2 separate regions of the Zea mays genome follow, and region 1 is linked to region 2. A link is a contact called in public Hi-C data. All regions are on one chromosome and are shown on one strand. The core of a region is the stretch at or near the end of the contact, and the rest is flanking DNA. Distances in the headings are between cores, read along the strand shown. Region 1 has its middle 3.0 kb from the start of LOC109942342. Region 2 holds the start of LOC103637774 (potassium channel KOR1).

The links. Hi-C and Micro-C count contacts between places; a contact is called where the count stands out from the background.
Region 1: a Hi-C map of ear shows a contact between it and region 2, with 4 times the contacts expected there. The contact joins the enhancer-like site here to the promoter of LOC103637774 in region 2. A contact is called at or near these places in 4 of 25 Hi-C or Micro-C datasets (ear, leaf and root tip).

The regions. Positions count from the first base shown.
Region 1 is chr9:1,950,630-1,954,505 of Zm-B73-REFERENCE-NAM-5.0, forward strand. No RefSeq gene overlaps it. Among protein-coding and RNA genes, the nearest start is that of LOC109942342, 3.0 kb to the left of the region's middle. Within about 2 kb of position 2,517, at least 13 of the 20 cell types and tissues checked have an H3K27ac peak or open chromatin away from gene starts, as enhancers often do. A contact at or near this core is called in ear and leaf, where this site is marked.
Region 2 is chr9:1,799,400-1,802,772 of Zm-B73-REFERENCE-NAM-5.0, forward strand. It overlaps LOC103637774 (potassium channel KOR1), which reads right to left and starts at 1,990. Exons shown (of 12, transcript XM_008660831.3): 1 at 1,303-1,990. The coding sequence starts at 1,556.

The DNA of each region.
Region 1 (3,876 bases), core at 1,267-3,766, 150 kb after region 2:
CTTTGCTGTTGTTGCCGGGTGTGTGCAGGACGATGGCCAAGGCCGAGGCTAGTAGGGCGGCGATCCGGCGCGCCCTGCGGTCGCTGAAACGGAGGCATCTCGCCGAGGAAGGGAGCGCGCGGAGGCTGCGAGCGGATCGAGGAGGCCCCGGGGGCGGGGGGAGGGGCGAGACGATGACTTGGGGACCGACGAGGTGGTTGTAGCAGTGGTGGGGAGCGCGGGGTCGGAGGTGGAGGTGGACGGCGGTGGCTCGGCCATGGCTGCGGCTGGAGACTGCTGCTGGGGAAGGGAAGGGGCTGGCTGGCTGCGGGCAGGGAGCGGAGGTTTCGCGGCGGCTGCGACGCGCGAGCGTGTGGAGGACGGCTAGGCGTGCGGTGCGGGCAGGGAGCAGGGGTTTCGTGGCGGCTGCGGCGCGTGGGCGTGCGGGGGACGGCTGCGCGTCCGGTGCGGGAGGCAGTTGTGCGTGCGGAGCGGGGGCAGTCTACAGATGAGTCTTAATAGTTGTAGAGAAGACGAGACCGAGCGGGTGACTTGCACGAGAAGGGAGTCTCGGTGTAATGTCTCCATCTGAGTCGTTTAAGGACCAAGTCGATGTAGGCTTGATGATCGAGGAGGACCTTTTAACTGGCCACATGCCTCATCATGGGTAACCTTTGCCTCGGTCGGACCAATACCAGAAAGGCCACCACGCAATGGGAGTGGAGAGATGGCGAAAGTAGCGTGTACCCTCCGTGGCAAGAGGTTGGACGGTATCTGTGCTCTCGGTTGGCGTGAACCCATTCTGGTCTTGAGAAACCCGGGTGCGAGTTGACATATGCAAGGGTTTAGTGCTACATATGTCGTGTGGTTGGAGATCCCCAGCTGGGTATTAATCGATTCAGATTGCCGCTACTTCTCGGACATGAAGACTTGGTCACTGACCTACACGTAGTGACAAGTGAACTTAAGGGATGATAAAAGACGGCTAGTACAGGCCAAGTGCTTGATCTAGAATAGAAAGAAATCTAGATGCAAGTAACTACTTAACCTAACAAGTAAAATGAATTCTTAAGGATCCACTCATAATAAGCTTTTCTGCAAAAAGAGTCTTTGAATCTTGATAAGCTTTACCTTGATTCCCAAAAGCCAACATATCCTTGAGAGTCTTCTTCCTTAAACGGGTAAGACTTGCGAAAGTACACTTCGTACTCAGGGTTTTCGAACCCATGTTGTTGCAGTACTAGATTTGTGCTGGTGTGGATGGTGATAAGCACCGGTGGGTACAGCCTTCTTATAGGTCTAAGTAACTCTTCTATACTTCTTATTGAGGATGGTCACTAAAGCTAGCATGTATTTCAAACTTATGAAAATTATACATCATTTAAAGTGAAATACTTTAGATTTATTTTATAATCACTCCGATCTTGTATAATGAAATCTTAATGTAACTTGTAACTTTTTGTAATAAAGAAATTCCGCTGCAAATGTTGGTGTGTGATTTGTGTTTACTTAATCCTGCAATCTTGGTTTAAGTGGTTTATCTGAGATCCTTGGGACACTCGGACGGATCCTTTTAAGTTACCTGGTGTACATGCATAGCCGTCTGAGGTCTTTGAGATGGGGACAGGTGCATGTGGGCCCGATAACTTGGAAGGTTCTGCCACAAGAACCACCCTAACATAATCCTCTTATTAGCGTGAACACATCTCTCTCCATGGAATTGAACCTAACATTATACTTGACTTAAGACACACAAGACATTATCAGTTGCACCCATCTTCGGTTAAAACTTATTTTTAGCATAATTTCCTCCAAAAATATCCTTTCCACTCCATCACAGGCTTTATGCATATCCAACTCTATCGCAAAAAGGCACTCTTAACACATTTCTTCTTTATTCTATTTCTATGTGTGTTTTCAAAGGCAATACATATATTATATGTGATAAGCCTGTAAGGCTATCTCCAGCAGATCCTCTATCTCATCCCCTATTTCAAACTTCTCTCTGCAAATAGTGTCAAATATTGTCATCTACAGTTACTCGTCTCCTATTTTATACAGTCTATTGGAGACAGTCTATGGTACAAAGGCACTTTGATGACCACTTATAATCTGGCAAAACCATTCTTAATCTATTTGCTAGCATCTTTTAAATGGCCTTGTACACCACGTTACCAAAAGACCGATCAGCTAAAATTGTGTCATAGTAGCGTTTGTTTGTTTTGTTTCATCAAAATCTATATGGATTAGAGGGGATTAGATGAGTTTCAATCCATAACAAGTCAAAAATTTTCATAATTTTTTTCCAATTCATGAGACATAGTAATAACCGAACAAGGTCATAATTGGATTACTTGCCTTTGGGATCAAGACGATTGTTGTGTCATTCCATCCATCGGCGATTCTTGCTTAAGCACCTTAACTAATGGACCTTAGATTATAAGCAATTATAATAACCAGTCTAGTATATACTGTAGTTACGTAGACCATATGTCGAGCAGACAGCCCATACTCAATTGACACTAGAGGCATGTGAGCCCATCAGCCCACCACAAATTCGTGGCCCTTCGTCTGACTCTACAACAGCAGTCATCAGATAGAAGCGGGCCGCGCCGACAGCCTAGAACTAGAAACGATGAAACGTTTATTTTGTTCGAGCAGCCGGTTCGTTCGAACTTCGAAGGGTTTTAGCGGCAGCCGGAGATAGGTGAGCGGGCGAAGGAATGGCTGATCGCAGCCGGCGCTCTCTGCCGCCGCTGTCATGAATCTTGTCGAGGTAACTAGCCCAACTTCCCCCTTCCCGTTCCCCACGCCGAGCTGGACCTGGATGCCACAGATCGTTCTGCTGACGCCTGCCAAGCGGAGAGAGGAGTACGTGCAGGGCCTGCTGGAATCTAATGGAAATGAATGGAATAACGACTGGTACGCGTGTTGTTTAGCTCCCGTTGGCAGTTTAACTGTAGGATAACGTGTACTAGTGGTAGATTCTGTCGCCTTGGGAAAAAATTAGCAATTTAATAGTGGCTTGTGTTTTTGTTGCTGAAATCGCTGATTGTTGGCAATGTTCGTTGTGCATTCCAAAGTTATTATTATCTTTAATCGTTCGCTTCAAAGAGGCAACGCTCGGTCCAACAGGAATCTTGGCGCTGTTGGTTGCTCAGATCTCTCGGATGAAGTGGTCTCTGAACAGCTTTACAAGCTTTGCACTTTTTGTTTTTTCCTTAGTCGAGTTATATGGAGCAAGCCCCTAGCCATAAATCATCTATTGCTGTCTGTTTGCTTGATTGATTCAGTTAGTCGTTGTTGATACTTGTACTCTCCAACCAGACAATTCCATATTTTGTTGATGTCGATATACAAATTTTAGATAATTGCATTTCTTGATATGCTACTTGTTGATGCATCAATCAATTATGCTTTTCATCATTGATATTCCTGCGTATAAAGTGAAATATCGTGTTCTGTTGTTTCTATGCAGCATACTATTTGCCGTTCTCCTGTTAAGTTCTTGATTTTTACTAGAAACAAAATGGTTGCCACATTTTCTAATTGTCCTGTCACACCCGGGTTTCGGGGCACCAAGACCCGGGCGCGAACATAATCACCAGGTGTGCTGGGACCAAGTCTCACACATATGATGAATCATGGCACAGGATCGAACGTCACATCTTTACTACATAACAGGAGTTCTATACAAAATAAATAGATAATTACATTATAAGGAGACAACGGTCCAGCAACCCAAAGTTGACTGGGAGACGACGACCTAGACCTCTCACGAACTCGTCACAGCATCCTCCATGCGCCTCATCCTGCGGTACCTGTTCTTGACCTGTGGGGGGGGTGTGAGACAGCAAGAGTGAGCTCACATACGTTCATCGCTCAACAAGTTGTGGT
Region 2 (3,373 bases), core at 740-3,239:
CGTCTTCTCGTCGATTTGCATGCGTTCTCTCTGTGCTGCCGAGCACTTTTTTTTTTCCCTGTGTGGTGGCCGATTTTGTGAGGCACAAGTTTCATGGTAGCATTAATCAAATCTAATATGCAGAATCTAGCAAGCATTATTCTTGTGCTGTGTGGATCCTAGAAAGCATATTTACTGAAACAATCGATTGCCCAAATGAAACAATACAGGGGCTTTATTTGGCTATATCTAGCGACTCTGTCACAAAACTCTGCATTCGGTTTTCTCAACAAAAAAAATCCGCATTCACAAACACAAAGGGAAAAAAGAAAATAATTTCGTGCAGAAATAGCTAGCAGCGTGATTGAATTAAAGCAATTTTTTTAATGGATCAAGGCTCATATTTGTGTGGCCGTTAAAGTCTACCCCGTGACCTGGGTGACTGTCCAGCTACAACCTAGTAGCTTGCGTATCTGGCGGGCTCATCATCAAGTAGCGAGAAATTTGCGGCTGGGATGCTGACGCACAGTCTGTTCACCGTCAGCTGAATGTCGCATAGTGATCTACGGGAAAAAAACATTATGCATGTGGGATGCAAATCCATCTATTTGAAGCCCTTTACATTCACTACCTGCAGACTCACGAACAGACATCAAAACCTTTGACTGTTTGCTCTTTTTTTATATGTTCGTGTGTGACAGATGTGAGGGAATATAAGGAGGTGTTTAGTTTTTAGAGACTAATTTTTAGTTTCTCTATTTTAGTTACTATAGTTACTAAATTGTAAAATACGAAAACTAAAATATAGTTTCATTTTATATATTTAACAATTTAGAGACTAAAATTAAATAAAATGGAGGGGTTAAAATTTAGTGGCTATAAACCAAACATCCTCTAAATTGATGAGTGTATCCCGGATGCATAGGATTTTTGGCTGATCCACAGCCTCAGCCGACGCGTCAAATCGACCAACCCAAAGGCTTTAAAAAGTAAAAGAAAATTATTGGAGATTCACATTCACCGCTGGAGCTTCAAATATTATAAGCAGAGGATGAACGTTTTTATATAAAAACAATAGAACTAAGGGTATGAATTTAGAAAACCGAAAACAATATTGGTTTGGGGTGGTAGACTCGCAGTCGATCAATTGTGGGGCGATTCGGCGGAGCCATACGATCGGAGGAAACCGAGAAATCTAGCGCGCCGCGTCGCTTCGCCGCCGCCAGCTTCCAGAACAACCGACAGCCAGCGCGCGAAACTGGAAGCTTCGAAAGCAAATTAACGATATCGCGTGGACAGCAGGGAACAGCGTCGATCACGTACCTGTTGTCGGGGTGGATGACGAGGTCGTGGAGGAAGCCCTCCGCGGCGCCTTCCCCGGCGAGCGGGCGGCGCCTGCGCCGGCGCGGGCGGAAGCGGCCGAGGCGGAGGTCGGAGCCGAAGAGCGCGAGGCGGCTGCCACGGGAGGAGGCGATGTGGTCGCACACTTCCTCCACCTCGTACTCCTCCGAGGACTCCTCCTCGGGCTCCGTGCCGCCCTCCGCCACCCTACGCTTCGACCCCAGCCCCATCACCATTATCGCAGCTTCGTTACCAACGGCTTGCAGCGGCAGCGATAGGAAGGAATCCCGAGCGGGGCAGTGATGGCGGTGGCACTGTGGCAGGAGATGGTGACGGTGGGGGCCACGGTCGTCGGGCGGCTGCGAGCGTGCGGCGTGCGTTTGAACTTGCAGGGGGGCGGGGCTGCCATTTATAGGCGGAGAGGCTGAGCTCACGGAACGATGGGGGCAAAGCTGCTGAGCACTGAGCAGGGCAAGCCGTGAAAGGGTTTAAACCGCGGCGAGGAAACCAGCAAGGGAAAAGGGGATAGATGCGTCGTCCTCCGGTGATAGGCGGTGATGTGGGATGGACGGCACGGCAGGCGGGGGACTCCTAACCCTGGCCTCTGGGGATGCCGGGAGAGCGAGGGGCCGGGAAGGCAAAACCAAAGGGGTTTGTATCACTGGTGGATAGACCGCACGGCAGAGGCGGGAGACTCATAGCCCTGGCCCCTGGGGATGCCGGGAAAGCGAAGGGCCGGGAAGGCAAAACCACAAGGATTTGTTTCATGGGATGGGAGATGTATTTATTTAGTTTTCTTGCTTAACTAACGTAATGTGTCTATGTACTTATGTGTGACCTTTGATCTATGTTTCATAATCATAGGTGTTTTTTTCTAACTTTTTTTTTTGAAAAAAATGCATCCTCTCTTAACCCTTTTCAATGCAACACCACTTAAAATAATTAGTATACAGTGCATGCTAACGCTACGATCCCATGTAGGATAGGGATCGACGACGATTATGACGATAACGGCGCGAGAGAAAGGGTTGACGGCACGGCGGCGGTGACACGGATGAGGAGAGGGGATGGCGGGGACGCGGAGGGAGATGAAGCGATGATAGATGATCTAAATAATATTGTCCATTGCATTTGAGTGAGTAAGGAAGAGAGGTTTATATAACAATTTGAACCGTTGTTTTGATGATGTGTTAAGTTTAGGTATAATTTATTTGGTGAATTTTGTGGAGGCCATGGGTGTAAGGATAATTTGGTTTGGTGGGTTTTACAAAGTTTAAAGTGGTGGATTATATAATGAGGTATAGATTAGATGTTGTATGTTTGTGTGTATGGATATAAAAAAATGAATTTACTAGCTATGTCATAGACTAGTCATACATTAAATTAATCTTATATAATAGAGTAGGTTATTTGTCTTGGTATTAGACATAGTAAACCAAGCTATGTCACCATAATTTTATATATAGTTTTCTTCTCTTACATATTAAACTCTTAAATTATTTGATATGCCACCAAAAGATCCTATATTGCGCTCATTAATTATATACTCACTCCCACATTAAGTAATAAGACATTTTAATGTTTCAATACGATACTTTTAAGTATGTTTCTATATATATTGTATATCTAATTACATAATAATATTTTATATATCGAGAAAAGTTAAAATATTTTATATATTAAAATAGAAGAAGTACAATATGATATAATAAGAATAATCTTAGGCTCCGTTGGGATCCGTGGAATTGAATTTCACTATAATAATCATAATTTATGACATATATTAATTAAGCTAAAAAGGTTTTTATACATAATTTATTTATATGCTATTGTTGACTATATTGGGGAGGTATATATATGCTATATTTTTACTATATGGGAATGAACCGAAGAGCGTGTTACAAATTGTAGAGTAGAAACATAGAATAGTGATAAATAAAATTAATTTCCACCCATCATCTTATGAATTTGAGATAGACTTTTATCTAAACTTTAGAAAGCGATGGAATGTCAAATTCCAACAAATAACCTACTGAAAGGTAAATAAGGTTAA